Regions from separate parts of the Zea mays genome. Here region 2 is linked to region 1. Evidence: chromatin contacts called from public Hi-C data. All regions are on one chromosome and are shown on one strand. The core of a region is the stretch at or near the end of the contact, and the rest is flanking DNA. Distances in the headings are between cores, read along the strand shown.

Region 1 (2,709 bases), core at 19-2,518:
CCATCATTACTTGTTTACCCGGGCGAGCCAGATGGGACGCCGGTCTTGTTCCCCGTAGCCTGAGCTAGCTAGGGGTAGGGTAATGATGTACCCCCCTGTGGCGTGGTTGGTCCGAGCCCAAGGTCGGGCGAGGCGGTGACTCCTCTGAGGTCGAGGTTGAGGCCGAGCCCTAGGGTCGGGCGAGGCGGAGACCGTCTTCCGAGGTCGAGGTTGAGGCCGAGCCCTGGGGTCGGGCGAGGCGGAGATCGTCTTCCGAGGTCGAGGCGGGGGCCGAGCCCTAGGGTCAGGCGAGGCGGAGACCGTCTTCCGAGGTCGAGGTCGAGGCGGGGGCCGAGCCCCGGGGTCGGGCGAGGCGGAGCTTCCTATGGCACCTGAGGCTGGACTCGGCTGCTGTCAGCCTCAGCCTGGCGGGTGGCACAGCAGTCGGAGCAGGGCAGGCGACACTGTTTTCCTATCAGGTCAGTTAGTGGAGGGGCGAAGTGACTGCGGTCACTTCGGCCCTGCCGACTGAGGAACGCGCGTCCGGATAAGGTGTCAGGCGATCCTTGCATTGAATGCTCCTGCGATACGGTCGGTTGGCGAGGCGATCTGGCCAAGGTTGCTTCACTGCGAAACCTGCCCGAGCTGGGCCTCGGGCGAGTCGAAGGTGCACCTGTTGCTTGGGGAGGCCCTCGGGCGAGGCGTGAATCCACCTGGGTCTACTGTTCCTGCCCGAGGCTGGGCTCAGGGCGAGGCGAGATCGTGTCCCTTGAGTGGACGGAGCCTTGACCTGAATTGCGCCCATCAGGCTTTTGCAGCTTGTGCTGATGGTGATTACCAGCCGAGTTTAGGAGTCTTGGGGGTACCCCTAATTATGGTCGCCGACACTATTTGAATTGCGCACAAATTTCATGTCATTAGTGTCAATTTGTGAGATATGGGGTTGATGATATATATGTTGTTCGTTCTCATGTAATTATTGTGCATTAATATTTATCGAATAATTTATACGCCGTCGCAACGCACGGGCACATACCTATATATGTTTAATTCTTGGACGAAGAGAGATTGAACGAGCCCATCAGCAAACGATCGAGGACGGAATAGTAGTCCCTGAGATGAACATTTGTCTCAAATTCTAGACATTCATATACTACACAAACAAACGAAGCGATGGCTACGATACCTCTTTAACTATATATGTTTAAATGGACGGACCGGGCTAACATTACCTGAGCACGACTATGCCTGATACGAATTGCGTGTCAGTCCAGTCCGGCCTGATCAAATTAAGGACCATAAATATGAGTTATATGGGCCGTGTCGTGATTGTAGCCCATAAGAGAACTAGAACAAGACAACACGATTAAGGTAATATGATTCCTTCTCCTTCTGATATACCAAGTGATAACGTAAGTAAATTACAAGGAGAAGGTTAAGATAGATACAAATATTTTACGAGGATCCATAGAAATGCAACAATACATGAATAGTGATTCATATTTCTTATATTTTTTACCATTCACATGAGTTTACAAAGATACCTTCGGATACTTAAAGGTGATACAAGAATGTCTTGGATTCAAGAGCTTCGGATGCAGAGCAATTCAACAATATTTCAGTCAATTGCTCGGGGCCCCTATACATGGACATTGTACTACTATTTATAGAGACGACATGACGTACACCTTCGTATAAAATTACATTTATATTCCCAAATCATATACATATGATCTATAAAGACTGATGAGGGTGTAGTTGTCTTTTCCTCATGGAAGCGTGTTGCGCACGTCGCTTGGGCTTCCCTTTGTCCTCTGGGTTATGTGCTTCGGATTTCGGGCGCTTCATCACGCTTCGTCCAAGTTGTAATGCCGAAGCTGCCACCTTCTTCTTATACACTACGGATGCTTTCATGACGAAGATTAATTTATTACTCCTGAAACAAACCCAAAGATGGCTATGATTTTATTATTTTGAGGGCCTTCGCACAAGTAGACCCTCAACAAGCCCGGTGGGCTTAACCAGGCCATGTCGCCTATGGGCTCGATAGACACATTGTCACTGTATATATAAGTAGACAAAAATCTCAAACATTTCATATGAAGATCACAAGAGTCGAAAAGCAAGATCAAGTAGTGAAAACTTATTCAACTCAATAATTATTGGAGTTTTTAGTGCAATGCTGCCTCATTAAAAACCTTACTAGATAAAATCCCACACCTCATGAGAAGATCCTAGCAAGAATAAGAGTACATCCAACTCCCAAATGTTCAAGTGTCAATAGACTCATGAAGTTCATTACATCAATAGTTTAGTAAACATATGAGTAAACAACCCCCTTTTCAAGCTCTTCCAGCTCATGTTGCCCCTTCTTTCTCCTTGTCCTTGTTCTTGCTACTCACTTCAACACCAAGGTACATGTTCTCAAAGGTTGATTGAAGCTTCCCGGTCTCTAGTGTTTTGCATATGCTTGTCTATAAGCTCCCAATCCTTGATGTAGCATAAGACATCAACCATATCTGTTGTAAGCGTTGTTGTTGCTCCTCGAGCAACCTGGCAATAAGACTAAAGGTATATTATGAAGATATGGTGAAATAAGGAACAATCAAAACATCTTTAGCAAGGAGAGAAAGGACATCATAAGTGAGCTTATGCCTCTGCCACCAATTAAGAATGAAGTCTACTCCAAGTTAGGTGACAATATCACTGTCTAGGTATGAAGAGAGCTCA
Region 2 (3,005 bases), core at 211-2,710, 73 kb before region 1:
CGTTGAAGGATTTGCACGGAAATTAATTGGTGCCTGCCAGATCGAGGAGCCATGATGAAGACAGGCAATATCCCCAGCCGATACAAATACAGATACAGATACAGGTGGCCGCCAAACTCCGGTAGGCCGTAGGCATCAGGCACGCAGCAAAAACGGATCAGCAGGATCATTCGAGGACGCCAGACATTCCCCGGCGTTTGAATGGAGGGCAGTAGCAGCTCGATCCCGATGCTCAACAGCCCAGGAAAGTTACGCGGTTGGTGGTGGACTAGCTGGTGGGGCAGGCATACTAGCTACAGCTACTGCCACGTACTCCAGTATACTATCATCGAATCTGTGCCCCCACGCAAAAGAAAAGAAAACGGTGTCGCTTCGACAACTGTTGTTGATGATGCGGATTGAGCTTTAAGTACAGGACTTGGATTAGTTGACTGACATATCATGCGAACGAGAAACATGACTGTCATAACGCGTCATCAAGCACAAAAATGTTATTTTTTTTTTGAATAAGAGAAGAAGAAAAAGATGAAACAGTTGAAAGGCAAAGATAAATTTTGACGCCCGAACCAAATGGGTATTTTGAAGCAATCAGCGAGACAGGAAACGCGGTTCCGTCCAAAATCTGGCAAAGCCGAGCTACGATACGAGAAGGTGAATCGCACACGCCGTCTCCAGTCCAAGCGCTTCAACCATGCATGAATGAGCTGTTGTTGGTTCAGCTCTCGCGATGCTGCGGACGCAACAAAAACGAACAAGACCACACAAAGGCGTGACGAAATCCAATCCCATCCGATCGCCCCCCCCCCCCCCCCCCTGTCCAATCACGGCATCACAACCGCAACCCGCGGGGCAAAACAGGGGCAGCCAGCCCAGCAGCAGCTCCGTCCGATGACGCGGCGCGCTGGAAGTGGAGTGGAAGCGGGCAGGGAGCACGGCGAGGAGAACGCGCGCGGGGCGTGGTGCGCACCTGATTGAACTCGAGGACGTCGGAGCGGAAGCGGATGCGGTCGCCCTTGTCGACGCCGACGTCGCGCGGCACCCCGCGGAGCGTGGCCCCGCCGCCGCCGGGGAGCGGCACGTCCCTTGTGTCCTCGCCGAGCTCCACCAGGCGCCGCCCCTCGCTGGCCTTGGCGAACCGCAGGCGGAAGTCGGACGTGAGGTCGAACCCGGCGCCGAGCACCCGCACCACCTCGTCCGCCACTTCCATCGCTGCAGAGGCGCGCCTGGCTCCTCTCCCTGCTCTTCTTCTCCTCCTCCTCCTCTTCTAAGATATGAAGGGCCTCGCAGGCGGCTACGGACTATGATGAAGCAGCCAACCACCTCCCGAGCGCATGCCTCTCTTCGACTTCAACGGAATATAGGACAGAAGAAGAAGATGAAGAGGGAAGGTTTGACTATGAAAAGGTCGGACGAAGGAGGAGGACGGGGATCGGTGGGAATGCGGCACGTGGGGCCCGCAGTGGTAGGGGAAAGCGGGAAGGAAACCAAGAGAAGAATGCCGCTATTGCCTATTGCCAGTGCCACTGGCTTTGGGGTCGCCGGGTCCGACACGACACGAAATGAAAACCAACGAGCCGGGCGGATGGATCGGATCGGAGGATCGGCAGCGGGCGCGTGGTTTGCGCGGTTTTCGCCGCCGCAACGGCGCGGTCCCGGTCCTTCTGCTGACGGCTGCGGTCTAGAGGGATGGTGGCCTGTTACAGGCTGTGCAATAAACCCCACACCATCTTCAGGCTATAATAAAAAAACTTTCAGGCTTCAAATTTTCCATCGAACAATTTCATCAGTAGTCAAAACTAGTGTTTTTTAGCCTACTAGTTGGCACACTAGTTGACACGCCCGTGCCAGTCTTAAGAAAGGAAAGGGGCCAGCGGCGGTATCGTGAGTGAGGGGACGAAACGACAAGGTAGCGGGGAGGCAGATGTTACTATGGGGTGTTTGAATACACTAAAACTAATAGTTAGTTAGCTAAAAATTGATAGTAGAATTAGCTAGCTAATAAATAGCTACCTAACTATTACCTAATTTAACAAAAATAGCTAATAGCTGAACTATTAGCTAGGGTATTTGGATGCCTCAACTAATTTTAGCCACTAACTATTAGTTTTAGTGCATTCAAACACTCCCTATATGTGTGAGAGATGAGGAAGGAAAGATGATCCAATTAATATTGATCATCGTATTTGAGAAAGAGAGGATATTACCTAGCGATCTGTATGTTATGTGTGGATGCAATTTATTTGATGAATTTATAGTAGCCTATGGGTGCGTGGATGATTTGGTTATGTGGGTTTTAAAAAGTTTAGATGTCCTAAACCGTTTTGTATGGTTGCCACTCATAAAGTGGCAATACAGAGTTGTACCTCTACCTCCAAGTAGCTACAATTATACCAACTTTAGAAGTCGATATAAGCGTATCTATTTTGAATCGTTACAACCAAGGCATGTGTGATGATTCTTTTAAATGTAAACGAAAACAAAGAAAATTGACACATATCGTAAGTGTTTCTAGCACTAGTGATGCTTCTAACACGAAAGAGGTAACAAAACGTAAAGATTTATACTAGTTTATGTGGGGTGCACTCAATAAGTATGTGAGGTTACACAACAACAAAATTACATAAGCCATAACTTACATATGCTATCTCGTCATTCTTCTAGCGACCTCCAGCACTAGCCTGAGCTCATTGTACACCACAGTAAATTTCATCCCAAACAAGTTGATGATGCCTAACCACAACAATTCATGTCCAGACGGAAGGAACCGACACCATCCATAGTGAGAAACTTGCGTGAAGAAACCACAAGCTCGCATCTAGCCTTCTTGATGATTGTACGCTCTAGTAAGCCCCCACTTACATCCATTGTCATAAAGCAACATTGTCATACAAGTCAAGCTGTTGAAATGAAGTGTCATGTTGCAGACTTTAAAATAACATCTCAGTGTGAAGAGTTGCTCTAGCAAAACCATGTGCACTCACCTGAGCACACATCAGACATCCACC

What was found. A called contact is a pair of places that touch in the nucleus more often than the background predicts.
Region 2: a Hi-C map of leaf shows a contact between it and region 1, with 4 times the contacts expected there. The contact joins the promoter of LOC100383384 here to the enhancer-like site in region 1. A contact is called at or near these places in 9 of 25 Hi-C or Micro-C datasets (bundle sheath, ear, leaf and 1 more).

What each region holds. Positions count from the first base shown.
Region 1 is chr5:163,764,185-163,766,893 of Zm-B73-REFERENCE-NAM-5.0, reverse strand. No RefSeq gene overlaps it. Among protein-coding and RNA genes, the nearest start is that of MIR529, 6.6 kb to the right of the region's middle. Within about 2 kb of position 1,268, at least 4 of the 20 cell types and tissues checked have an H3K27ac peak or open chromatin away from gene starts, as enhancers often do. A contact at or near this core is called in leaf, where this site is marked.
Region 2 is chr5:163,837,281-163,840,285 of Zm-B73-REFERENCE-NAM-5.0, reverse strand. LOC100383384 (MACPF domain-containing protein) reads right to left here and starts at 1,460. Exons shown (of 7, transcript NM_001176039.1): 1 at 968-1,460. The coding sequence starts at 1,207.